Linked DNA regions of Mus musculus: regions 2, 3 and 4 are each linked to region 1. Evidence: chromatin contacts called from public Hi-C and promoter capture Hi-C data. All regions are on one chromosome and are shown on one strand. Each heading gives the region's core, a stretch centred on a gene start, on an enhancer-like site or on the middle of the called end of the contact. The rest is flanking DNA. Distances are from core to core; before and after follow the strand shown. Region 1 holds the start of Odc1 (ornithine decarboxylase, structural 1). Region 2 overlaps Greb1 (gene regulated by estrogen in breast cancer protein). Region 3 holds the start of E2f6 (E2F transcription factor 6). Region 4 holds the start of Pqlc3 (PQ loop repeat containing).

Evidence for each region. Promoter capture Hi-C pulls out the DNA fragments that hold promoters and counts their contacts. Hi-C and Micro-C count contacts between places; a contact is called where the count stands out from the background. Capture Hi-C pulls out chosen DNA fragments and counts their contacts.
Region 2: a promoter capture Hi-C map of cranial neural crest shows a contact between it and region 1. The contact joins the enhancer-like site here to the promoter of Odc1 in region 1. A contact is called at or near these places in 6 of 39 promoter capture datasets (the 3T3-L1 cell line, cranial neural crest, frontonasal cranial neural crest and 2 more).
Region 3: a contact with region 1 is called in a Hi-C map of the HPC-7 cell line, with 3 times the contacts expected there. The contact joins the promoter of E2f6 here to the promoter of Odc1 in region 1. A contact is called at or near these places in 9 of 39 promoter capture datasets (the 3T3-L1 cell line, the SN4741 cell line, cranial neural crest and 4 more), 3 of 484 Hi-C or Micro-C datasets (the HPC-7 cell line, the N1E-115 cell line and cardiomyocytes), 1 of 115 datasets of contacts at active chromatin or transcription factors (extraembryonic endoderm stem cells) and 1 of 9 other capture datasets (liver).
Region 4: a promoter capture Hi-C map of liver shows a contact between it and region 1. The contact joins the promoter of Pqlc3 here to the promoter of Odc1 in region 1. A contact is called at or near these places in 3 of 39 promoter capture datasets (liver, pre-B cells and stem cell-derived epiblast-like cells), 3 of 484 Hi-C or Micro-C datasets (CD4 T cells, hematopoietic stem and progenitor cells and pro-B cells), 5 of 115 datasets of contacts at active chromatin or transcription factors (bone marrow-derived macrophages, effector CD8 T cells, embryonic stem cells and 2 more) and 2 of 9 other capture datasets (adipose tissue and liver).

Annotation. Positions count from the first base shown.
Region 1 is chr12:17,542,353-17,548,923 of GRCm38.p6, reverse strand. It overlaps Odc1 (ornithine decarboxylase, structural 1), which reads right to left and starts at 4,051. Exons shown (of 12, transcript NM_013614.2): 1 at 3,756-4,051; 2 at 1,731-1,828; 3 at 1,524-1,641; 4 at 1,118-1,291; 5 at 802-974; 6 at 481-615; 7 at 298-379; 8 at 54-137. The coding sequence starts at 1,625. Gm22748 (a small nucleolar RNA gene) reads right to left here and starts at 2,778; the gene lies at 2,643-2,778.
Region 2 is chr12:16,785,809-16,792,379 of GRCm38.p6, reverse strand. The region is part of intron 1 of Greb1 (gene regulated by estrogen in breast cancer protein); the gene reads left to right. Among named protein-coding and RNA genes, the nearest start is that of Greb1, 12 kb to the left of the region's middle. Within about 2 kb of position 2,394, at least 77 of the 459 cell types and tissues checked have an H3K27ac peak or open chromatin away from gene starts, as enhancers often do.
Region 3 is chr12:16,808,448-16,815,018 of GRCm38.p6, reverse strand. It overlaps E2f6 (E2F transcription factor 6), which reads right to left and starts at 4,054. Exons shown (of 7, transcript NM_033270.2): 1 at 3,704-4,054. The coding sequence starts at 3,811.
Region 4 is chr12:16,996,575-17,003,145 of GRCm38.p6, reverse strand. Pqlc3 (PQ loop repeat containing) reads left to right here and starts at 3,028. Exons shown (of 7, transcript NM_172574.2): 1 at 3,028-3,333; 2 at 5,290-5,372; 3 at 5,443-5,512. The coding sequence starts at 3,191.

The sequences.
Region 1 (6,571 bases), core at 2,802-5,301:
AGATATAAAATACCCTCTGTAGGTCATTAATTAATAATGAATGCTGTAATTACCTCTTCAAATTTAAGCTTTGTATCTTCAGATCCAGGAAAGCCACCACCAATATCAAGCAGATGCATGCTGAAACCAACTTCTGTCTAGAACCAAGAAAATTCAAGTCAAATTGCCAGAGTTTAAATGCACACGACAGATGGGTTTAAAATCTGTCATGCAGAAGGCTTCCCCAAGAGACAAAGTCTAGACTCTAATTATCTCAGACAGCCCCTCCCTCCCCTTGAACAAGTCCCGTGTACTCACTGCCATGTCAAACACACAGCGGGCATCCGACACTGCCTGAACGAAGGTCTCAGGATCAGTACATCCACTGCCCACATGGAAGCTGAAATACAAACAGGAAGCTGGTCTTTCACTAGTTCTCAGGAAGAGAAAGGGCCTTAAAATTTCATGTCTCAGCCTGTAATGACATCACTGAGATCTCACCTCACACCAATGACGTCAATATTTAGCTCTTTTGCCCGTTCCAAGAGAAGCCTGCTGGTTTTGAGTGTGGCACCAAACTTAACACTGAGGCGACAGACAGCTTTGGAATCATCAGTGGCAATCCGTAGAACCAACCTAGGTGGAAGTACACTGTGTAAGTGCTCTATAATGCTCATCCGCTCAGGAGCCTACGTGTAGGTGCTGCTGCTTGTCTGACACAGGGTTTAGCCTAGTTCTACTATGTATAGGAATAAATAAATGAACCAAGATATGAGTCTGCCCAACAAGGCCCGGCCTTTTGTGCTCTATCAGAAGACTCACTTTGCCTTTGGATGTGCTCTGGCGACTTTCATCAATTCAATTTCACTGTCAAAAGTCATCATCTGGACTCCGTTACTGGCAGCATACTTGATTTGAGAGACTTGTTTACAAGGATTTGCATAGATAACCCTCTCTGCAGGCACCCCAAGCCCCTGCACCAACTGTATTTCAGTCTGAAAGAGAAGAGCAGTGTTGGGCTCTATACAGACCAAGTCTGACAAACAAAAGCACATGAAGTTGTCATGTGCACCTCAGCTTATTAATAACACTTATTAACACAACTGATGCCTCCTTGGGGCGGGGTGAGCAGTCTTACCTTGCTTGCACAGTCAAATCCTGTCCCAATGGCAGCTAGGGTGCTCACTATGGCTCTGCTATCGTTACACTTGACTGCGTAAAAGGGAGTGACGCGGGGAAGAGCTTTTAGCCACCTCAGATGCTTCTTTAGAATGTCTCCGAGGTCCGCAACATAGAACGCATCCTTATCGTCCTGGAATGAGAACAGGTTCAGGGACCTCATTAGCTGTCCAGCAGCTGGCCACACTGAAAACCCTTTTCCCTTCCTTAATCAAATTCTATCCCTGTTAGCAGTCACTGACATGGCATGACCAACCACTAGACAGTCCACAGTCACATTCTAGATTCTCTGGCAAGACAGGCTCATGTATGGTGCTAGGAGCTCTCAGCAGAGTTGCGGCCTTCCGTGGGCTTCCCGTACTTACAGAGGAAGAGACTTCATTGATTTTTTGGTCCAGAATGTCCTTAGCAGTAAAGCCTTCATCAAGGATGTGGCAGTCAAACTCGTCCTTAGTAAAGCTGCTCATGGTTCTCGATGTGCTTCTGAAACAGGGGAAGCCGCAAGTGAGCGGGAACACACTCAAAGTCGTAGCAATGCTCCAGCACAAATCCACAAGTAAACCGATACTTACACAGGGAACCTGGAGATGGAATCAAATTATCACCAGCTCCTCACAAGGTCGACTTAGCCAAGAACTCTGAATGCTGCCTTCTTGGAGTGGTGGAAACACTAGTGAATAGAAACACAAGATGTGATCTCCCTTGGAATCTTACCATTAAAGGTTACACGCTGCAACCATACACCAGAGTAAACAGGTGAAATAAAGTAGCCAGTACAGGAAGAACTGTGGGTGGGAATCCCAGGGCCTAGGTGAATAGACACCACCCTCCCCAAACAGATTCCACTGTTCAAAACTGAATGCCACAACTCTATACATATGGGACATCTCTCCAAAACAGAATGTGTCTCAGAAGCATATCTGCATACAGCCCATTAACTCTGGCAATATTACTGTATTACATGGCTTCATTTCTGAGCCGTTCCAGGTCTTCAGAAACTTCAAATGGCATTACAGTAACTACATGCAGCCCTGAAAATATCTTATTCCTTCCCACTTTGTTATGCTGAATGATCTTAAGTGAATACAGTCATTATCATCTATCTAGAGCACTCAAACTCAGTGAACAATCCATCAAAATTTTCCATAAGGAACTTTCATGCAGTACTAGCATTAAAACAAAACAAAACAAAACAAAACAAAAACCCAAACTCTTCAAATCAACAGGATATTGTTAGTTACTATTATGAGACACCAGTATCCCAAAGCCTATATTGCCTAACAAAATGAGCACTTCTGGGATCCTGACTGTCCTCAAATGCCTTCTAATATCCACTTAGTTATGGATAATAACCATATGGAAGGCATTTTTGGTCAACTTTATGACTAACAAAAATAAGCAAGGTCACCACTCTTAATAAAAGCTTCTGTCTGGGCCTTATGAAATGGACAACAGCAAGTGGCCAAGTAAAACTCGTTTTTTTCCGTTGTGTGACCCACTTCAGTGCCTGCAGCCTACAGGCACGGAGGCTGGGCAATGGTTAGGAGCCACAATTTGCTCTAGCATGGGACACTATGAGAGGCCCACGGGGAAGAGCCTGCCATAAATCCAAATCCATGCATGGTTAAACATGTTAAGCCTTAATTTAACGAGACTTTTGGCAATGTCAACTTCCGTTAGCTGCCTAAACCTCTCCTAAGTTAAGACTAGAGAAGAGAGCCAGCCAACTCGTTGTATATCATTTACAACTGATGAATGGGCTTTGGCAGTAACTTTGTAATTTTAGGTCTTAAGTATTTTCCAGGCAACCTTCCGGTTTAAACACGAAAAGCTTTGAGATACTGTTTTGCCTTTCTGTAGCTTTGCCTAAATAATATAATAGATAAGATCTGAAAGAAAAATGTTACTAACACATTTTGGTATGGGAAGTAGCTAAATCGTGTCAGACAATTAGCACAAGAAGGTAACTCTGGAAGATATAAGCCAATTAAAACAGAAAAGAATTCCAATCAGTCAAAGTCTGCCCGATCTTAGGTTTGAATAAAACAAACCACTACATTCTTTGTCCTCTCCCAGACATTCCTGACAGGCTCTGCCCCCCACACTTTTTCCAGTTATTGAGGATTCTGAGTAGGGTTTCCGGGACAGCCGGGAACCCGTTTTCCCCTAAACCACTAAGTCATTCAAGGAGTTCTAATTCCAAGTCACAGCTGGTGGGTATTCATTAGCAGTGACTCCCAGACTAAATTTGGTCTACCAACTTCCACTCCGGGTCATCGCCTCTGCTCTGTACACGTAGTGAAACTAAAGAAAGCAGCAGGAAACTAACTGCAGGACCGCTGCTCGCGGCCGCGCTCCCCTGCACCTGCCGCGGGCTTGCCCTCCATCATCACCCGGGCAAGTGGAGCGCTGAGTCCGGCTGACGCGAAGAGGGCTCCCATGGGGGGATCCGAGGGCTTGCAGCCGAGGTCCAGGAGCAGCTGCCTTCAGGGCGGCGGCTCGCAAGGTCACCGGTCCCGGGCCACGTGTCCCCTGCCGGCGGCCGCAGTCCGGGCCTCGCGACACGTGGCCGCACATCCCTCCCGCGTCCCGCTCACCTCACAGCACGGTGGCCCGGCTGGCCTGACCCATGGAGGCGCCGCCGCCAAACCCCGAGGAGCGCCCGTCCGTCCGTCCGTCCGCCCGCCGCCGCCGCCCCGTCAGCCGCCTCGTCGAGCCCGCCGCAGACGCCGACCGGAGGTGGCGCCGAGCTGCTGGCTGAGGGCGGCCGGCGGTGGCGGCTGCAGGGACTGACAAAGCCCGACGGTGCGACGCGCCGCTACTTATACGCCGAGCACGTCGTCATGGAGACGCACCAGCTCAAACCAGCCGCGATCGGTTCCGGCCGGGAGGCGCGGGGGAGGGGCGGGGACTCCGTGGCGGCCAACCCGGGTCCCGGCGCCGGAGGCGGGGGACGCGGGCCGGGCGCGTCAGTGGGGCGGGGCGCAGCGCGTGCCCACCCACCCGCCCATACGCCCCGCGCTCCCCGCCGGGCCTCGTGTCGGACACGCCCTGCGGCAGGCCTGCGCACGCGCACCACATCACCAGTCCTGGCTGCCAGCATGCCGCAGGGCCCTATGGGCAGCGGGCGGGAGTCGGCTGGTGCATGCGCACATGTACCTGGTCGCCAGTCTCTCGCCCCCTACCTCTCCGCCTAGGCACACAATCTCTTCCCCCTCTCCAGGTCCTAACGGCTGAACCCAGACCTGGAAGACTAGCAAAATTCTTCCTCGGCTTTCCATTCAGGGGGTGGTATTCCCTAGCGGGGCAGGCGTATCGCAGATGCAAGCGGAGGATGGATGGGCCGTGAGCTGTGCGCCGGCCACATAGACTAGACTTGGTGGCGCAGACTGACCCTGCATCACGACCCTGTATGCCTAAGCCTGAAAGCTTGCTGAGAGACAAGCCCGCGGAGGCTGACCCGGCCACTCCGTGTTATGTTGGTGGCTTCCAACTAGATGTTAGGCATCAGTTGCATGCTAAGTACGCCTTCTATCTAAGCAAGGGTCGTATTGAAAGGCGTGTTAGGGACAAGGTAAGAGGTGGTGGACAGCCACCAGCTGTCTCTCTTATTCTGTCTTTCAGGGTAGCTACAACTTTGAGAAGCCTGAATGCGAACAGAGTCTGGGCAGTAAATTTGTATCCACCAAAGTTACATTGTTAAAGAACAAGTGGGACTGACTTACATATTCAGTATTGGAAAAACACACGAACACTACAATTTGTTACTATGTATACTATGTATACGATGTTAATGGTTTGTTAATTCTCAGTTAAAACCCCTCTCCCAGCCCAGACGTTGAGATACCATAGCAGTACCAAAAAACTAACTTGAATCACAGCAAAGGAAAAAACTTGAAGCTTTTCAAGGGCCTGAGCAGGGCCAGATGACCCACACCTTTAATCCCAGTACTCAGGCAGAGGCAGGCTTTTGTTTATTTGTTTTTTGTTTGGTTTGGGTGGTTTGTTTTTGAGACCTGGCCTCTCAGTTTAGCCCTGGCTTTAGTGGAACTCTACCTGCCTCTGCCTCAAGAATGCTGGGATTAAAGGTATGTTCCTTCTCTGACCAGCTAAATCTCTTAAGTTTGAGACCAGTATAGTCTACAAAGAGTTCCAGACCAACCACGGCTACATAGTGAGACCCTATCACAAAACAAAGTCAAACAAACAAACCCCACTGGCTTTTCTCCAGAGGTCCCTAGAGAAAATCCACAACCCAGCTCCACTCCCAAACTGTTGTGCAGTTTTGTGCAAGCCTTGGTCTCATGTACCCAAGGGTCTTTTACAACCACAAAGTCCTGGGAGGAAAAACCTTAGTACACACTTCCAAGCCTGGGTCATAGTCCATAGATATTTGTTGAATGAGTGAATGAAAGAACGAGTGATTCACTTCTCCCTGAATCATGGCTTCTGCAGAAAGAAACAAGAGCCACAAAAGCATCAAGCAAGCTGTCCATACAACGATGGGATGGGCATTTCACTCTTCTCTTGGGCACCCTGCTCTTCCTTAGTTTTATATAATCCTGGAGCAGTCACAAGGTACCATGCAGAGCAGGAGAAGGGTATGGGATCCCCTCCTAACAACCCTTTTCTTCCCCAAGGACCAGATTAGCTGTTTTGACCAGTCAAAGAACATACAGCCCCAAGCGTTCAATTAGCATCTTTATCTCTGTGATGGGAGATAATCATAGTGTTTTAGTTTTGGAAACCTTACCTGGGAAGAAGAGCGCAGGTCTTGGTCAGGAAGACCAGGAGACCATTCCAAATTATAAACTACTCTGGCTCTATCACAACTGCCTATGTATGTATGGCACCAACCCACCCACATTCCAATTCCTGCCCAAACCCTCGGGAGGTGGTGTCTTGTACATGATCCAGCTGACTGTCAGGGTGGGGACAGAAGGTAGGGAAGGAGGGGCCCATTTCCTGGGGTAGTGGCCCTGCTAGCTGGTGGTAGACAGGCTCCAGCATGGAGAGGTCCCCAAAGCCGGTCTGAAAGCAGCTGAGCTTGAGTCATAAGACTCAACTACTAACCTGCATTCAAGAAGACAGACCAGTGGTGACTAAACCCAGGCTTAGTCAAACGAGTGGCATTACTGATATTATTTTCACCGGTTCCTCCCTTTCCCTACCCATCTTCCTTAAGAGAAAATCAACAAAGGCTAGGCTACCACTCAACACAAGAGTGCTTGCCCCTTTCTCCCTAGGGGCAATTTGAGGCCCCAAGTTCCATTGCCATTGTCTCTCCAAAGTAAAGCGATGAGACCTTATAAAATGCCAATGTCCAGAATGTTATCCTGACATGCAGTGAGGTGTTTGTGCTAGATTGTGCAGAGGCACCGAAGGATGGATGAAACCAGTGTAGATGCTGCTA
Region 2 (6,571 bases), core at 1,145-3,644, 750 kb after region 1:
CTCTGCGTCTTTGTCAGTCTTTGGTATTACCACTTCCCACTTAGCCTTTCTGCAAGGTATGTGGTGGTGTCTTATTGTCCTTTTAAAAGGTTTGTTTTTATGTATGTGTGTATACTACATATGTGAGGGTGTCCACAGAGGCCAGAAGAGGGCATTGGATCCCTTTGGGATTGGTGGTTGTGAGCTGCCATCTGTGGGTGCTGGGAACTAAACTTAGGTCCTCTGTATAAGCCACAAGCTCTCTGAACCCCTAAGCGATCCCTCTTGCCCCCTCTCCAGGTTCTCTGCTGTCTATCCTTTCTGCTTTAGTAAAGTGACACTTCACACCTTTGGCCCACTTTCTGATTGCACTGTTGGGCTTTGCTCTCCCCTGGATGCATACTTTGTGAGCGTCTCCTTCCACGTGTGCCTTGTTTCTTCATTTTCTTAGCATGGGCTTTGGCAGAGCAGAATTCTTATTAAAGTCTAGTGTATCAGCTGTGTGTGTGTATTTGTATATGTATGTCTGCGTGTGCCCCTATGTGTGTCTGTGTAACTGTGTGTCTCTCTGTGTATGTATTTGTGTGTGTGTGTGTGTGTGTGTGTGTATATATATATATATATATATATATATATATATATATATATATATATGTCTGCATGTGCCTCTATGTGTGTCTATGTGTCTCTATGTGAGTGTATTTGTATATATATGTCTGAGTGTGTGTATCTGTGTACCTCTCTGTGTGGGTACTTATATATGTATGTTTGCATGTACCCCTATGTGTGTGTTTGTGTCTGTGTGTGTATTTGAATATATATATTTGTTTGTGTGTCTCTTTGTGTGGGTTTTTGTATATGTATGTCTGTGTATCTATATTGTGTGTGTGTTTGTATATAAATGTTTCTCTGTGTGTGCCTTTGTCTGTGTGTCTATATATGTATGTGTATTTGTATATATATATATATATATATATGTCTGAATGTGTGTATCTATGTGTCTCTCTGTGCGGGTATTTGTATATGTATGTCTGTGTGTCTCTCTGTGTGTGTATCTATCATCTATCTGTGTGTATCTGTGTATCTCTGTATGCTTGTATATGTATGTCTGTGTGTGCATCTATAAGTGTGTTTGTGTAATATGCTTTTGATGTTAAATTAATAAGCTCTTTGACTAACTCTAGTTCACAAAAACATTCTATTATTTAAAGAACTGCATTCTGGTCACATGCTTTCTTTGAGTCTGTGGGCCTCTGGGAGTCAACTGTTGTTAAAGGTGCTGTGGTTTAGGTCCAGGTTCACTTCCTTGCTGGGTTGTTCCAGTACCGTTTGTTGGAAAAGCTTCCTCACCTCCGCTGAATTGCTTTCGAGCTGATTTCTAAGATGGTCAGAGTTGATCTTTCTTTGAACTGGAGGAGAGAGAAATTGACAGAGCACTGGGCTCCACCCCCAGCATAAACCGTGTGTATGGCGTATGCCTGTGAACTGGGCAGGCTGGAGGTGGAGGCAGGAAATCAGCAGTTCAAGAGCATCTTTGGCTACACAGAGGATTTGAGGCTAGCCTGGGCTACCCGAGCCCCTCGTCTCAAAAAAACCAAAGTTGTTGCTGTAGATGTGTTTTTAAGGTAACTCTAGGCATCCAGATAGCCATGAATACAGTCAGCTTTAGGACACTGTGAGTCAAGATTGTGCAGTAGCTGAGTGGGGATATGAGTCAGGGCAGACGGACTGGCTGTGCTGATGGCGTCTGGCAGCCTGCAGTATCCTAGGCTGATCTGGGGCACCCTGACCTGTAGGGTGAAGTTAACCTTGTGGTTGGTATGGGGCATGACCTGCCTGGGCTCCTTCAGGGACTGCCTTGCCTAAACTGCTGGCCAATTTTAGCTATCAGCTCCTATCAGACCTCCCCACCCACTGAAGAGGTTTGAGAAGTTGGGTTTAGAAACCTGGGTAGCCAATATGTGGAATTTAAATGCAGTCTGGGAAATGTGAGTTTCCATTTGTTAAGGATACTGATAACTTTAAAAAATGTTCTAATACACAGATGTGCTCACTGGAGAAATTAAGGAAAAAAATACAATTATGCAAACTGTATCTGAAATTTTCTTGTCCTGAAAAAATTCTTGTGAACCCTAAATTATTTTGGAAGAAATTATCTTTTTTTTTTTTTTTTTTTTTTTTTTTTTTTTGGCAATTCATTCCAAAACCCCTTTCTCAGTCCAGTTGAGTCATGGAAAGACAAAGCTAGTTTGGAAACAAAAATTCTCTCAATGGCTGAATCTGGAGAGAATTTTCAACATGGCTGGCCATGCTGCTGAATGAGGCCTTTGTGTGTGGGGGCAGAGGTCATACCAGAGAGCCCAGCAGTATTAAAAGGTGGGGAGCCTGGGGTCCGGCTGTGGCCAAAGCTGCAGAATGGGCTTTTGTTTCCCCTGGTCTGCTGTCCCAGGGAAGGCCGAGGACATCAAAGGCATGTCTACAGACTGTTATCTGGCCTCATCCTTTGCCCTGCCAGCACAAGGAGGTCTCCCTGTGGGGAGCCAGGGTGAGGGAGCCCTGAGCTAACACCCACTGTTAATTGTAGGCAGGGGTTGATCAACGACATTAGCATTTGCCAATTCTGTCCGGCTCTCTGATTTGTTTGGAGGAAAATATATTGATTTCTTTATCTGATTAAAAGATTGAAAAGCATTCTGTTCAGAATCAAAGATGATATGTGCTGGTGGCAGAAAATGTATAAGTGGAAGAGAAAGCAAAACAAGAAATAAATTCCTTTTTCTAGAGATAAGCACTGTCAGCATTTGGGGGCACCATCAATCTTTACACTTTTTTTGTTTGTTTTGGTGTGTGTGTGTGTGTGTGTGTGTGTGTGTGTGTGTGTGTGAGAGAGAGAGAGAGAGAGAGAGAGAGAGAGAGAGAGAGAGAGAGAGAGAGAGAGCATGTGTGTGTGTATACATGTGCACAAGCCATAGCAGGTCAGAGGACAACTTGGCACAGTTCTGTCCTACCATGTGGGTCCAAGCGTCAGTAGGATAGGCAGCAAGTGCCTTTACCCTCTGAATCATCTGGATGGCCATTGCTATTGTGTTGCTTTGTTTTATCTTGAGACAGGGTTTTACTAGGGCACAGAGAAATTGTAACCATTTTACCTAATAAATAACCATCTGTTACCTCAATGATACTTTTGAACAGTTCCTATAAGGGATAGGTGTAAATTTATAATATTTAGCAGTATATATTCACTATAATATAAATATAATGTAAATATTTGATTAAGCAGAGAAGACCACAATACAACTTCCATTTCTTCAAAGCCCAAATCTCATAATATAAAGAAATTATGTCAAAGAATATTTGATATCTGCAGCTATCAAAACGTGTGAAGTGGAATACTTACAGTAAGGACACAGAGAAAAGATGCCCCCCAGAGTGAGAAGGAAATGGTATCTAATGTGGAACAGCCTTTTAACATGGATGGTACAGTTAATCCCAGCACTCTGGAGTCAGAAGCAGGCAGATCTCTATGAGTTTGAAGCCAGTCTGGTCTACACAGTGAATTCCAGGCCAGCCAGGGCTATTCAGGGAGACTCTGACTCATAACTACAAAAGAACAACAAAGTGATCTGTGTTCTGACTGATGAGCAAGTACTGGGTGTACTTTTTCTCTTAAGTCTTCTACCAACTGGGGGCCCCTCTGGGAGAAAGCCTAAGAAGAACAGCAAACAGAAGCAGAGTGATGGCTGCTGCTGTGCGATTGACATCTGAGCCAGAGACATGGGTAAGGTGAAGGAAACGCTGCTGCCACTGTGAGCCATGATTTCAGGTGGGACGTGAGTGGGATGATCTGCAGGACTGTGGTCACGATCTTCAATCAGACAGTGTCTGGCTCGCTTGTACTGACTGGCTGTACTGTGTTATGGTCACCTTACCTGCCCAGATCCTCAGAGGCCAGAATTAGGTCCTGTCACCTGGGAACTCACCAGAGCCAATCCGAGGATTAGGGTACTCCTGGAATTGGCCCAGGAACACATTCAGCTCAATTATTTGATACCATGTAGCTAACCATACTTTGATGTTGCATTTCTCCCTCCCTGTCAGGAGATCTTTGAATCTCTGCAGGGATGGTAGGGAGCTGACAGACAAAGAGATATCGTGGGAGAGGAGAGCAGTGGTGGGATTCCCGAGTGTGAAGTCACTTAGGCAGCCTGTCCCTTTGTTTCTTTGTTTCTGGGCTATAGCAAAGAGTAGGAAGATTACTTTGAGATGTGTCTAGCAACCGCTATCACAAGTGCTAGCTTCTTGCTGTGTTTGATGTGTTTTCAGGAACCACACACATCCTTTGTGTCCTCTTACATCTATGTTGCCAAACTGACTTACTAGATAGAGCCTGGATGTAGTGGTGATGATGGCGCCGACTACTACTATTTCTGCTCCTTCTCCTCCTCCTCCTCCTCCTCCTCCTCCTCCTCCTCCTCCTCCTCCTCCTCCTCCTCCTCCTCCTCCTCCTCCTCCTCCTTGTCCTCCTCCTCCTCCTTCTTCTTTTCTTCTTTTTCCTCTTCTTTCTCCTTTTCCTCCTCCTCCTCTTCATCTTCCTCTAAGGTTTAATTTTAACTATGTGTATGGATATGTGCACATACATGCACATGGCTGAGGAGGCCAGAAGATGGTGTCAGTTACTCTAGAACCGGGGTTAAGGATGGTTGTAGGCCACCTGGTATAGGTGGTTAGAACTGAATTCAGGTCCTCTAGAAGAGCACTGAGTGTTCTTAATTGCTGAACCCCTGGATTTCTCAAGTTTTCAGAATTAACATAATATATAAGTACACTGTAGCTGTCTTCAGACACACCAGAAGAGGGTATTGGATCCCATTACAGATGGTTGTGAGTCACCATGTGGTTGCTGGGATTTGAACTCATGACCTCTGGAACAGCAGTCAGTGATCTTAACTGCTGAGCCTGAGCCATCTCTCCAGCATGCCTCACAGAATCTTTAGTCTTCTAAGAAGCCTCTGTCATGCTTGCAGGCATTTTCCAACTTCTGTTTTCCTGCGTTTGAAGCTTACTGCTACAATTCTAGGCAAAGGTAGTGTGATGGTTAGTGTTGATGGTCAACTTGATGGATCTGGGGTCACCTAGGAGATAAATCCCCAGGAGGCCTGGGAGGGATTATCTTGGTTAGGTTGGTTGAGGTAGGGAGATCCACCGTAAGAGTTGGTGACACCAATCCCTGAGCTTCAGAACAGGATAAGACGGAGCAAGCTGGCTGAGTAGAAACACTCCTCACTCTCAGCTTCCTGACTGTGGACACGTGTGACCAGCTCTTTCACACTCCTGCCATCAGGATATCTTCACCATGATGGACTATACCTGGAACTGTGAGCTGAAACAAGCCACCCATCCTTTAAGGGACCAGTGTTTCATCATAGTGGCAGAGAGAAACTAAGCCAGGGGGATTGTGTCGATGTTGATTCAGGTAGGCCCGAGTACATGGTGACAGAGTCGGAAGCACTCTCTAGCTTTGCAGACTTTGGTGATGCAGGGCACATGGCAAGTGACAGGAGCAGCTAGAAGGAGACCAGGGCTTGCCTCTTGCTTTGCCTTCCTAAGCAACAGGCCTCCCGGTCCCAGCTTTTTTGATGAATCAAGGGACCAGGTCGGTGTTTGGTGACTGTAGATATGAAATAGAGTTCTGGTCTCCTGGTTCCCTCTGTGGTGTGCTAGGTTCAGAGCCCCTCCATCTTTCCTGACTTTCCTCCATTTCCCCTCCCTCTTCTTCCTGTGGGTGTGAGGACATCTATTCAATACCTAAAAGAAGGCAGCCAGGGTTCCCTTCCTACAGCAGAGGTGACTGTGGCAGGTGTCCTTCATCACTCACCGTCTGAAACTTGTCCCAGAGGGGTTTGGGGCTTAATCTTTTTTTTTTTTTTTGTTTTTGTTTTTGTTTTTTTGAGACAGGGTTTCTCTGTATAGCTCTGGCTGTCCTGGAACTCACTTTGTAGACCAGACTGGCCTCGAACTCAGAAATCCACCTGTCTTTGACTCCCAAGTGCTGGGATTAAAGGCGTGTGCCACCACTGCCCGGCAGGGCTTAATCTTTGAGCAGACATATTTTGCCAGGCTTTTGAGTCAATGCATAATTGAACAGTAACTGACCTAGGGGTCAAATTAAATTCATTTAGTGCTGAAAAGGTCAAGTAGGAGAGGCAGCTGTATGCACCTTTTCTTTATTGGGCTGGCTATGGGCAGAAAATAATCCCCTTTGCACATGTGAATGTGTGTGATATATATTATATATGTGTGCATATATTACACTGTGTTGTGACTCTTGTGAATTTACCCCTGGATTTCGGGTGGGTAGGTGGTCATAGGGTCCCTTGGGCTTTCCAGGAACATCTTGGGTGAGAATTTTCTCCACCTGAAAACAAGATGCTTGGACTTGGTGACCAGGGGTCCCAACAGCTTTAATGTTTTCTATGGTCTGGGTGTCATTCAGGTAGCCACAGTCAACTGTCAACTGTCAACTTTACCCTTGCCTCTTGGTGTCATGTAGACTCTGTTCTTGGGAAGTGTGTTTGGTGCTAGAGCAGAGAAA
Region 3 (6,571 bases), core at 2,805-5,304, 730 kb after region 1:
TGCTAGGCTTTTTTGAGAAAGGTCTCATACAGCTCAGGCTAGCCTCAAACTCAACCTATCCCTAAGGATGACTCTGAATTTCTGATCCTCCTGTCTCCATCTCTTGAGTGCCGGGATTGTGGGCATATGCCTCAACACCCATTTATTTAGTCCTGGGGATTGAACCTGGGGTTCTGTGCTAAGTAAACACTCTCAACTTAGCATACACTCCTGCCTCATAGCAAGGTTCTTGAATTGAGAAACAAGCCCAACCTCTCACACTGATGTGAACAGTGTGTTATTAACAAGTATCCTGAAGTGTTAATATGCTCATAGCTGCCTGCTGCAGAAGCTCCTATTTAACCTAGAGCAAGAGGGCCAAGCTCTGCACAAAGACTGCTTACTGGCTGCCCATTTGCTTTAGGGGGCATCTCCTCTGCTAACAGTTTGGTACAAGGACGGCACTCCAATGAGACTTGAGCCCATGCCCTGCAACAAATGCAGATGCATTATACACCGCATGGACTGACATAGGAAACAGGTTCCAAAACCATCATTCATTGTCTTCTCCATGTCTAAAATCCTTCCTTCTCTTTCTGAGATGGTTTCTTGCTATAATGTCCTGGCTATTCTAGAACTCTCGATGTAGCTGGTTTGAAATGTGCCATCCTCCTGCTTCAGCCTCTGAGTGCTGGGACCACATAAGTGTCCCAGCACCATGCTTGGCTAACACTCTCACTGTGAAGCTGCAAAGCCATCTTGCTGACACATGAAAGGACAGAAGACTATCCACGTGCCCCCTCCCCCAGCCCCAGTGGACACCATTAGAGACCTCAGGACTTTCAGAGAACACTCAGCAGTGACTCTGGTGAGTGAGCTGCACATTTGACAAGCTTCAACCCACTTCCTTACTGCTCCAATTCTCACATCTAGAAACTTCGGTGTCTACATCTGGAACACAGACTGGAATAGCACCATCCCCCGGCCCCATCCCTTGTATCTACAGCTTTAGGTGGCTTTAGAATCTTCTGTTTGGAGGGTTGGGGTAACGATGAGGACAGGATCTCACTGTACAATCCAGGTTAGCCTGGGACTTGCTATATAGCCTAGTTAGGCCTTTCACTCACCATCCTTCTGTCTCTGCCTCCCAAGGACTGGCATTACAGAACTGGGCCACCACACCTGGCTAGAAGCTTTAAAGGTGGAGAGAAAAATAAAAAGTGACTTTTAGAGACTAATGTCCTAGGCACTGCCTCCTAAGTAGTTACTGCTCTCTATGCATAGGTTTCTCTGTATTAGCTCCCTGTGTGGGAGCAAGACTCCTTCAAGAGCTCATTGAACACGAATCTCTCTAAGGTGACTGCATTCATGTCACCACCCAGATCTTCCTGATCATCTAATGTGCAAACCAAGTTCACCTCCATCCAGGATTGTCTTCTCCCTGCTCCCCAAAGCCAAGAGCAGGTTTAAGCCATTTAACTTATCCTGGCAACAACACTTAGCAAGCTATGTAACTGCTCTGCACATGGCTTATTAATTCTTTGCATTTGCTAGTCAATTAAAAAAATACTACTGACATGTTAAGTCACTATTTTACAGGCAAGAAAATAGAGTCCCTACTTTATTAACTTCTTGCTTAATCCTTTGTCCATGGCCAGATCTTCACTACAGTATCAAACAGACCCGCAGAGGACTGAGCAGTCAAGTATAGAATTGCTCTGGGACACACAGAGTCTGGCTAACAGTCTTGAGGTAAAGAGGAGCTAAAGACACTTGTCTTAAGACAAGTTACCCATGAATCTGGACTTCAGACATCTTGACAAACGTCAATATGGAAATGAGGCCTAGGATGGAGCATGCAACCTCAGAAAGATCATTTAGGAAAGGCAAACATGGAGCCAGATTATGCTGCGAGGACTCGACTTTGTCCTGGGAGCACTAAGGAACCACTAATTCCTTTGGCCAAATGAAGATAGAAACACACCTTCAAGAGACCATACGTTAAGGATGAAGCACACAGGCGGTGAGTGAGAGGCAGCAACAGTGGCAGGAAACTGGTCGAGATGGCATTATAGCACAGAATAGCTGATGTGAATGACTTCAGTGACCTGGGGGTGGGAGGGGGGGTGTCTGGGGGTGATTCTGAAACAGAGGAAAAGGTAACAGCCATGTCCAGAGTGCTGGCTCAGGCACCACGATAGGCAGAGCACCATTAAGGTGGGATTCGAGAAAGAGGTTGCTTTCTTAAGGCGGGGGTGGGGTGGGGTGTGTCTGTGAATCTGGCTTTGGATATCAGAGTTTGAAATCTGCAGCTCAGCAGTTATAAACGCTCGCTGTTCTTCCAGAGGGCTCAGTTCATCCATGTGCCAATTCATAACCACTTATTATGAGCTCCAGGTGATCTAACACTGGTTTCGGGCCTCCGTGGGCACCAGTACACACGTGGCATCCACGAAGACATTTTCTTTTTTAAGAAGGGACATCTAACAAACAGTTGGAGAGCTCCAGGAAAGATGTACAGGTTTGGGAGTTACCTCGAGGCAACTAAAAATACCAGACTGGATAAGAAATCTAAGACTTTAGAAGACGTTATCTTCTGATAACCAAAAGTTAAGCGGTTTTCATTTAGAGCGTCTATCAAATCCTTAAAAAAAAAAAAAAACCTACCATGATCACAGGCCACAAGTTAGCAGTAGTGAGCGGTCACCTACATGAACAAACTGTAGAGAATCCTGGATGACACCCACGTGTCTGAAAAGGAAGGCGAAGGGGACAAGGGGACCCACCATGGCTGTCAAAAACACAACAAAGAGTTCTCAGCCAAAAGTGAGTGGTTAGTTATGACACAAGATAGGGTGTGAAACGAATACTGTAATTGACAAAACCATCAGTGACCTACGGATCTTATTTACAACAATCTTACCAAGTGCTTAGGACTAGAGTCCCCAGCACAGTGCTGGGTGGTAATGCAAGATCAGGTGGAAACTGAGCAGAAATTACTTAAAGAGAGAGAGAGAGAGAGAGAGAGAGGGAGAGAGAGAGAGAAGTTTGGGAAAGGCTGTCACTTGCAGTCATTCTGAGGGTCTTCCCAGTTTCCTCATTACCTAGCCCCAAGGCCAGACATCTCTGTACACACATCTCTGGGTCAGTTCTGACAAACTCTAAAAATAACTATCTCAAGGTTGCTCCAAGGAGTCAGACAAGACAATGCTCATGGCACAGGACCCGCCAGAATGGCTTGGATACAGCTTGCCTTGCTGAGAAAACAGCGATCAGGAGAAACGGACAAAGGAAGAATCCAGCAGGGACCCTGAGAAAGGTGGGAAGCACGGAACGGAGGGAACTTTCTCACTCTTTCATTTCCCCTGTCAGACAGCAAAGATGGACAGGCAAGATCGCCCAGTTGGTTAAGGCACTTGCCACCGAGCTTTACAAACTCTACCAGAGTTCCATCCCGCGAACCACAAGGCTGGAAGCATGGAACAGACTGCCCCAAGTTGCCTTCTAAACTCTACACGTGCCCCGTGGAATCCACGCGCTCGCGGCCCCCACCCCAACACAAAGTAAGAAAAATCCAATAGAAACATTTAAAAAGCAAAGGGCGGTTCAAGAATTGGGAGTTGCAGGGAGAGCCCCGGGGCAGCAAGCGACACTGTGCAGAGGGCCCGATGCAAGGAGCGCGTCCCACAGCACTTGACCTCCCGTGGCCCGGGTCCCCGCTCACCAGTAGGTTTTCCACGTTGATGGGGTCTCGGCAACGCCGGCGCACCGTTTCCTGCGCCGGGTCCACCAGCAGGCTGGGCTGTCTCCGCGCCGTCCGCTGCTGACTCATGCTGTCCCGCGCCCCTCGCGCCCCACGCGCCCTCCCGCCTTCCCCGGAGGCTCGGCGCGCGCGTTCCCGGCCCCTTCAGCGCCGCCCGCTCCACCCACGGAGCACTGCGGCTCCACCCACGAAGCGCCGCGGTCCCACTCGCGCAGCGATGAGCCCAGGCGCAGAGGGGGTCAGGGTAGGCTCGGAGGGGACCAGGGTGACCGCGGAGGCGCTCAGGTTCCCTGGCCGGCCATCTTTCCGCATGCGCAGTGCACCCGCGTTTGCACATGCGCAGCGCCGTCCGTTAGATCTCCCGCGCACACCGGTCCTCGCCCGCTGCCGACGCCCGGGTGTTCCGGAGGATGGATCCTTGGAGAGGATGGCGGCGGCGGGGGGTGGGGGTGTGTGTGGTGGGATGGGTTGGGGGAAGAAAAGAGGTGGAGCAGGGATTCCGGGGGATCGGAGCAGGCGCTCTCTAGTCCCAACCAGCGGACTGCAGGTTCTGAGTGCCCCGGGGCGATGATGGTGGGGCTCCCATCAGTCATCTAAAGGTGCTTAGCACATGCTCATGAAACAAGCCATCTTGGAGGGACCAGAAGGTGCAAGCTTCAAAGCCAAGCTCCACAGAGGCCCAGGCAGGGAGATCACGTGTTTGAATTCGAAGTCAGCTAAAGTTCGTAGTGAGAGTAGAATTTGTCCCAAAACCACAAACTTTACCCTCTATATCAGTTTTATTTTATTTTATTTTTGGTTTGGTTTTCCGAGACAGGGTTTCTCTGTGTAGCCGAACTCAGAAATCCGCCTGCCTCTGCCTCCCAAGTGGGATTAAAGGCGTGTACCACCACTGCCCGGCTCTGTATCAGTTTTTGATTACTTATTATTATATCAGGTATTGGGCTGGCTCAAGAAGATACTGTTTTGAATATAATAGACTGGATATCAGAATCCAATGGAGGAGAAAGATAAAACAGTTTAACGGGCTGGGAGAGGAGCACTGGCTAAGTTTAGGAGAACTTCCAGAGGACCTGAGTTCAATTCCCATCACCCACAGGGTGGCTCACAACCATATGTTACCTCCAGGCCCAGGGGGATTTAATGCTCTTTTTCTGGTCTCCACAGGCACCAGGCACGGACATGTTAACATGTTAGACAGTCATACATGTAGGCAAAACTTCTATGCACAGAAACTAAATTAGAAAGAGAAAAGAAAAGAGAAGTAAGTGACCTGGAGCCATAGGTATCTTTTCAAATTGTAAGGTCTTAAGCCAGTTTCTAAAAGTCGTTCTGTGCCTTAGTTTCTAAATTTGTAATGTGGAGAGTTCTTACTGATCGAAGTTACTAGCTTGTTCTCTCAAAAACCTGTCTCTGTAAAATTGCCCCAGTAAACTGCCACCTCCCTTTCTTAAGTAGCTTCTTTCCTGCCCTGTTCTCTTGTGAGTTGGGCATATCCTCTGACTCATTCTGTCAAATCTTTCTCTGATTCCTCACTTTGTCTGCCCTTAGTTAGATGCTACTTTTAAACATGTCTGCTTTCTTCTAAAAACCAACCTTACCTTCATTGCTAGGGATTAAAGGGTGTATGAAGGTGTCTGTATTCCAGCCAGAATGTACTATAATCCAGAGAGTGTCTGCATTTGGCCAGATCATGTAGACTTAGAGAGTCTTGGATGTGATCCCTTGTCAGAGTAGCCATGATGCTGGATTAAAATTCCTTTGCAGTGTGGTTTGATGTTTCGCCTGCCTGCATGTCTGTGTGTGGACACCATGTTCTCTGACACTAGAATTACAGACAGTTGTAAGCCACCAGGTGGTTGCTGGGTATTAAACCTGGGTTCTCTGGAAGAACAGTCAGTGCTCTTAACCACTGAGCCATCTCTTTGGCCCCTTTCACTTATTTTTAAATTATGTGTGTGTATGGGTTTGTGCACATGAACTGCAATGCTTTCAGAGGCTTGAGGCTTCTGGCTCCCCAGGAGCTGAAGTTGCAAATGGCTAGAGATGGATGCTTTGGCCCTCTTGGAAAGGCAGAAGTGCTCTTAACTCCAGAGCCACAGCTCTAGCCGCTATGTGTTTGAATGAAAGGGTAACACAATGCGCAACTTCCAGGCTGGAAGGAAGCTGCGGGAGTGAGACCTGGGACTTAGTGAGGGCGGAAGAGGCTTTTGGAAGAAGTTGGCTCCCACTAGATTTTACATTTCTAGGGGTCCGATACCATCTTAAGGGGGGGGGGTGTGTCAGAGGTCTTTGATCCTCTTGGGATCTCCAGTGTTAAGCTTGGAGCATGGCAGGTAGCAAGCGCTCAGTAAATGTTTGCCGAAGATTGGTAGAAGTAGAATACAACTGTGGAGAGGTCATCTCTAGAAGAGAAAGAGCACATTTTATGCACGAGTGGAGAGTTTCTCAGAGCAACTAGGAAAGACTCTACCACAAGGAGTTCGGAGAGATCCAATGCTGGAAAACAGGCATGGCTAATTTTAAGACCCCTTTCTCCATCCTCTGTTGAATGCCAAACCCTCTCTATACCTTTGTTCATGTGACTCTCATTTCAGATCTGAAGGTATGACCAAGCATGGTAGTGTATGCTCAGAATAACAACACTCTGGACACTGAAGTAGGACCACCAGATGCTAGAGATCAGCCAGGGTTACATAGCGAGAGACCATGTCTTAAACAACCAAAGCAACAACAAAATACAAGTTTCTGCTGCCAGCAAGTCCTGAAGAATAGTTTTCTTCCCAGTTTACAGATCAGAAAATCGAAGATCAGTAAGATTACAAAATT
Region 4 (6,571 bases), core at 1,779-4,278, 540 kb after region 1:
TTGCTGAGATTTGAACTCAGGACCTCTGGAAGAGCAGTCAGTGCTCTTAACCCCTGAGCCATCTCTCCAGTCCTTCAAGTTTCATTTTTTAAAAATGAATTTGGGTTGCAATTAGAAAAGCTCCCAACAATTTTAAATGTCCTTAAATGTGCTGTGTCATTTTATATTACTTACTTATATAAAAGGGAATTCTGTGTATTGAGGATTATAAAATCAAAATGTCAGGGGACTGGAGAGACGGCTCAGGGGTGAAGAGTCCTGGTAGGTCTTCCGGAGGACTAGAGTTTCGTTCCTGGCATCCACAGAGTGGCTCATGATTATAACCCCAGTTCCAGTGAGTCCAGTGTCCTCTCCTGGCCTCTGTGGGCACCAGGCATGTATGAGGTGCACAAACTTATATACAGGAAAGCAACCACATACATAAAATAAAAATAGATTTTTAAAAACTTAAAAATAAAAATTTCAGTCAACTCTGAAAAATGTTGAAAATGTACTATTTTCTGTCCTATCATATACTCAGCCAAGATTTAATTTATTATATAAAAATGACACCACCATCTCGGTATGCATATCTGCTTTTATTGTTGTAATAAATTGTTAAGTGTAAACCAAAGAACTATTTTTTTAAAAAAAGTATTTAATTTGTTATCTGCAAGTGTTCTATTTGTACACATTTTTTTTAAGTTCAAGGATTTTTTTTTTTAATTTGAGTTTGAGAAAAACAGGGCAGGCAAACTATAAATCTTGGAAAAGGAAACCATGCCCTTTGTTTACTCAGTAGCCACATGGCAGACAAGCAGCCGGTGTGGTGAGGGGAGCGTGCGGAGCCTCTGGGAAGTAAGGGAACAAAAGCATCTGGGAACGCATCCTTCAGCAAGAGACAGAGATAGAAAAGACACAGGACAGGTGTCCAGGCTGGCTCTGCAAGCTATGCCCGGTCACATGGTGTTCATGGCTCTATATCCAGGGTCGAATAGAACTTTCTCAGTTGAGATGGGCTGTGAGTGGAACGAGTTTAAGAAGTCCTGGTGTGGGGCAAACACCTTTGTTGCCAGTATCGGGGCTGGGCACAGCCCACTGGCCAGTAGCTTATGTGCAGCATAAGTGTGGACATGGCTAGCCTACAGATTTAGGGGATTGTTTGCGTACATGCGATGTGAGATCCTTTTATGTTAGCATTTACCCTCAAAATGGAGCAATTGCAACTTTGTAAAATGGAGTCACTGGGGCAAAGCTGCTTGCTTACACAATATGGAGTAACTCAGCAGAACTGGCTGGCTGGGATCCCCATTCTTGTCTACTTTTCTTAGGAGCAGAATTGTCTACTGATGAGCAACATAGCTAAAATATGGGCTCAAGTGTGTGTGTGCGCACACTTGATGAAGACTGGAGGCAGGAAGGCAGGTGTGCTGGTTTACAGCACAGAATTAGTGTTCTGCCTCATAACCTAGTGATCTCCAGAGGTAGGGAAAATGACACCCCCCCCCCCCGTTCCAGTCTCGCGCCTAAAGGGTGTCCAGGTTTCCTCCCCGCTGTGTTGTTTCTCCTGCGGAGATATACAGAGGTGCCAACTCTCCCCAGGTAGGGCTCCAATAGCCCAAAGAATCAATCCCATCATGTGCAGCTTTGGTCGACAATGCATCTATTGGGATTGTTAACTGGACTGCAAGTGATACAGGCACTGCACCACCCAGCATGGGTGATGACTCAGGAAAGAAAACTGCATCACTGACTGCAGTCAGGTTGTCAGCCTCCCTCCCCCTCCCCCAAAGCTACTGTTTACAGTTTATAAGCACTACAGGAGAGGGACCTCATGACACTCCCACTACACTCACCTTCCAAGGGTGTGCTATGGGCCCTGAGCTCTCCAGCCAGCGATCAGTTGCCCTCATATGAGAGAGAGCATGGACCCAACCGAGGGGAAACAGCAGCAACATCCCCTATCAATAGTCATCTACCAACTCCTTTGAGGACCTGAATTAGATCCCCAGAATCCACCTTAAAAAGGGAAAGTGGGGGGGGGGCGGTACACAGTCCTGGAGGAATGACACTTGAGGTTGTCCATTTGTTTACACAAGCACTCAATCACAGACTCGCACACATGCCAACAACAACAAAACCTAATAAAAATAAAAAGAGGAGGGAAGGTTGGAAAGAGTGGGCTCTCAGAGGGTACGATGGAACAAGCTTGTAATCCCAGCATTTGCCAAAAGAAGGTAGGAAAAAGCCAACATGGGTCGCGTGATCCTGTCTCAAACCACAAGGTCAACGGCCTGGTGCAGTGGCACACACTAGAAATCTTAGCACTTGGAAAGCGGAAGCAGGTGGATCCGAGGTTGAAGGCTGGCTTAGGCCACACACACACACACACACACACACACACACACACACACACACACACACACAGAGGGAGAGAGAAAGAGAGAGGGAGAGAGAGAGAGTTAGTTAGTTAGTTAGTTAGTTAGTTAGTTAGTTAGTTCAAGGCCAATTTGCATGAGAAAACAGGAAAATGAGCCTATGGGTGAATGTCCTGGTGTGTGTGTGTGTGTCCTGGTGTGTGTGTGTGTGTGTGTGTGTGTGTGTGTGTGTGTGTGTGTGTGTGTGTGTGTGTGTGTGTGTGTGTGTGTGTAGGCCCTGGGCCCACCTAACCCCGGAGAAGGCTAGTCTGTTCGGGCGTTTCCACTCTGCGAGGAGGAGCACCCTTGGGTGGAACCCGGAAAGTGAATCAGCAGTTGGCAGTGCCTGACAGGGCAGGGCAGAACCACCGCCCTGGGGTCTGGAAGGACCGGGAGCAGAGCAGACTCCAGGCAGTGCGCACACAGGGCAGGACAGAACCACCGCCCTGGAGTCTGGAAGGACCGGGAGCACAGCAGACACAGGGCAGGGAGCATCCCGAGCCAAGCCAACTCCGAGCTGGGTGCGCTAGGAGCGGAGCAGACTGGGGCGGGGTGCGCTCCGAGCGGAGCAGACTCTGGGCGGGGCGCACGGGCGCGGAACAGACTAAAGGGGTAGGGAGCATCTTGAGTGGAGCAGACTCGGGGCGGAGCGCACTTGCTGCACAGCAGCTCGGGGCGTGATCAGGGCGGGACCCGGCCGGCGGCAAGGCGGAAGGACTTTTTGGACTTTGAGCCTCCGGTTCTCACCTATAAGATCCTGAACCCCCCTGGCCCGGCACGTCCGAGATTGCAGAATGGAGGCCGGACTGCTATGGTTCTGCAACTGGAGCACGCTGGGCGTCTGCGCCGCACTCAAGCTGCCGCAGATTTACGCGCAGCTGGCGGCGCGCAGCGCGCGGGGCATCAGCCTCCCTAGTTTACTTTTGGAGCTGGCGGGGTAAGGTCCCGGGAGGCCTGCGAGGAATTGGGAGTCCGGGAAACCAAGGGTTAACTCGGGGGCTCGGGGCTAGGAGGTGCTTACCCGGGGCGCTCCCACCCACCTCCCCTGCTTCTTCCCAAATTCCACGATTTGCCTGAGCATGCCCATTTTACAAATTCAGCGAAGATGGGGAACTTGAGTAGACGTTTGAAAATTGAGCTGGGGTCCAACGGGTAGGGATGGCCTGTGACTGCTGCAGGAGCCAAGTTCTCAATAGCCTTGGCTATGTAGTAGAGTAAGGGGCAAAGTTGTAAAACTTTGGTTGGAAAAAGCAAACGGAAAACACACCCCTAAGTCCTGTGATCTTGCACCAGGCTGAGCCCTCTCGGTTTGACACTAGCCTCACCCCACGGTCACCCATTGGTCCTGTGTCCATTCAGTGGGGCGCGCCCATCTATAGAGTTGGGGAAGGGGTGCGGTGCTTCAAGGTGTACCTTTCCAGGGACGCTTGATGGTAGGCGGGGCTCTGAAGGGTCTCTGGCCCGTAAGGCTGCACAGTACAAGAGTATGTGAATTTCAGAGAAGGGAGAAGGCTGTCAGGGTGAGAGGTAAGGCAACAGACAGACTGGAGGATGCAAAAGTGACAGTCTGGCTGTGGCAGAGGATGCGGGTGTGAAGTCAGGAGAGCTATTTGACCTCTGGTTTGCTAAATTCTTCATAGGCATCTGAAGCTGAGGCTTCAGGATGCAGGACTGAATAGAAAGCTCAGGGATGCCTACAGAGTGCCAGCCCAACGTCTCCTATTCTGCTTGTAGCTAACTCTTTGCTGCCTGGCTTTAAATTCGTAAACTCAACCAGAGATGGTCTCAAATCCAACAGCTGACTCCAGTAGAAAACAGCTCTGGCCATGGAATGTTCCCCGGGATCTGGAAGGGTCTTGCAGTAGGTCGTGCTGTAAATAGCAGGCTCTTTCTGGAACTCCCAAAGGCCTCCCTTTCTCCCTTTGAGGCAGTAGGTGGGCTTAGCAGGGTTAAGACCAGTTCTGTGGCCAGAAGGCACGAATATGATCCACCATTGAAATCTACTAGTTATTTATCCCTACTTCCGCCAGACTACAATGGTTCCTAGTTCCTGAGAACTTTCTGAAGGTCCTTCTGGGGCCCCTACAGGCAAATCCTCAAGCAGCTTTATTGGTAAAGTTGTTTTAATCCAGAGGCAGGAACAATAGGGATAGGACGGCAATCTACCTGGATCCTGTCGGTCTACATTCTGACTCCTCCTTCCCTTCTTTAGCTCCCTTCCCCCTCCTTCTCCCTCCATGAGTAGGGTGGTCACTACAATTCTGCTTCCCTCCTGGGCCTTGCTTGCCTGTCTGCCTGCCCCTCACCAGCCAGATGGTCTCTGAGGCATCAGGAAGACACTAAAGGACACCACTGTCAAACCAGCTTTCATACACCAGAGGCGATTCCTTGGGGGCATAGGCCCTCCTCTGATTTCAAGCTCAAACTCTAAAATCATGACTTGAGGGAACTGGATCTTGGCCAGAGCCTACTTTAATGACACCAGAGACTCCATGCCTGGCTGATGATTGCTTTAGAGAAACCTGAAAAACAGAGTTACTTATGCACCATCCCCAGGGCACAGGGGTCCCCCTAAAAGCATAACCAGAACTAGGGCAACATCTCCTGGTGAGACTCTAACCCTTGTGTCCTCACATGGCCTTGGCTTTTGGACCTTAGTTTTCCCAAGTGATGGTGTGATGTGGAAGGCAGTGTAGGTAACCCTGAAGGTTGACCTTCAAGGACTATTGGATACAACATATGGGGCTCTGGCAATATTCCTGAAGGTCTGTCCTCAGGTCAATCACACATATGATGAAGACCACATAGGCTAGTGTTGGGTAAATATGCCAGTGTCTGGAGTCTGGGGAGGTCAGGCACAGGGTGGGCTGTGAATATATGCATCTCTCTGCAGGTTCCTGGTCTTCCTTCGTTATCAGCATTACTATGGGAACCCACTGCTCACCTATCTGGAATACCCCATTCTCATCGCACAAGGTAACTGGCCCTCTAGTCCCCAGCCTTCCCACCTGCTGCCCTGCCCATCTCACAGAGCCTCTCGTTTCAGACATTGTCCTCCTGCTCTTCGTCTTTCATTTCAATGGGAACGTGAAGCAAGCCTTACCCTACATGGCCGTGTATCCTTCCTGCATATGAGCTGGAGATAGAGATGGAGGGCCTAAGGAAGGAGGCTCAGTTGTGGCATACAGAGGCTCTGGATTCTGTCCTCAGCATGGAGAAAGAATCACAAATTCTAGTCTTGACATATACCTTAGGTTAGTACAGTTGCTGCCAGAGGTATCCCCATAACAGGATGCTCCACTGCCCTCCAAGACCCAGTAGGATATAGATTTGCTGTGTCCCTGCTGAACATGAGAACTGTGCAGTTACCCTGCTAAGAGCAACACGCTCCATCTGTGCTTATCTTGGGCACTCCTTCCTTCTGAGAGCATGTCCCCAGGGGATTAATACCATGTGTGCCTGGCACCAAGTCCCATGCAGGATGCACCTGGCAGGTGCCTCTCAGTGGATAAGCACTGGCCAGATGGGTTCCACTAACCACACACCTATGCAAAACTGTAATTTAGAGGCTGAGTCTTGTCATGTGGGTGGCTGTGTTGGTTTGGAGGCTTACAGTACAGATGGCCAGCCAGCAGACGGTGCCACTCAGTGGAATCTTCTAGGTAAAGGGTGAGATTTCATGTCAGATTTAGTTCACTTTTCTTGAATTTCATACTCTTTAAAAGGCCAAGAAAATGTTTGCATGGTAGTGGCAGTCAGTTAACCCTGCTGCCGCCATGATATGGCCACACACCCATTTAACAGTGACAGGCCCAAGGGCTTGGGCAAATCTTGACCAGAAGCTGTCTCCGATTGCCGTTAGACCCCTGGCTAAGATCCCCCTCCCTCCATAGAAAGAGGGAGAACATCGCTGTGGTCCACTTCTGTTCTGAGATCATTTCCAAGGGGGTGCTGCCTTCATCTCCCCCTGTAGCTGAGGCTGACCTTAAACTCCACATCTTTCTTCAAATGCTAGGACTACAGGCTTGAGCCACTGCACTATGCATAGAGAATGCCTTAGTAAACCGAGAACAGCTGGATGCTGGCCATTGCTGCCTCCTGCCATAGACCCGTCTTTAGTATAATCTCTTCACCTACTTAGTGTGACCATTGTTTTTCGTCACCTTTGCCTTTCT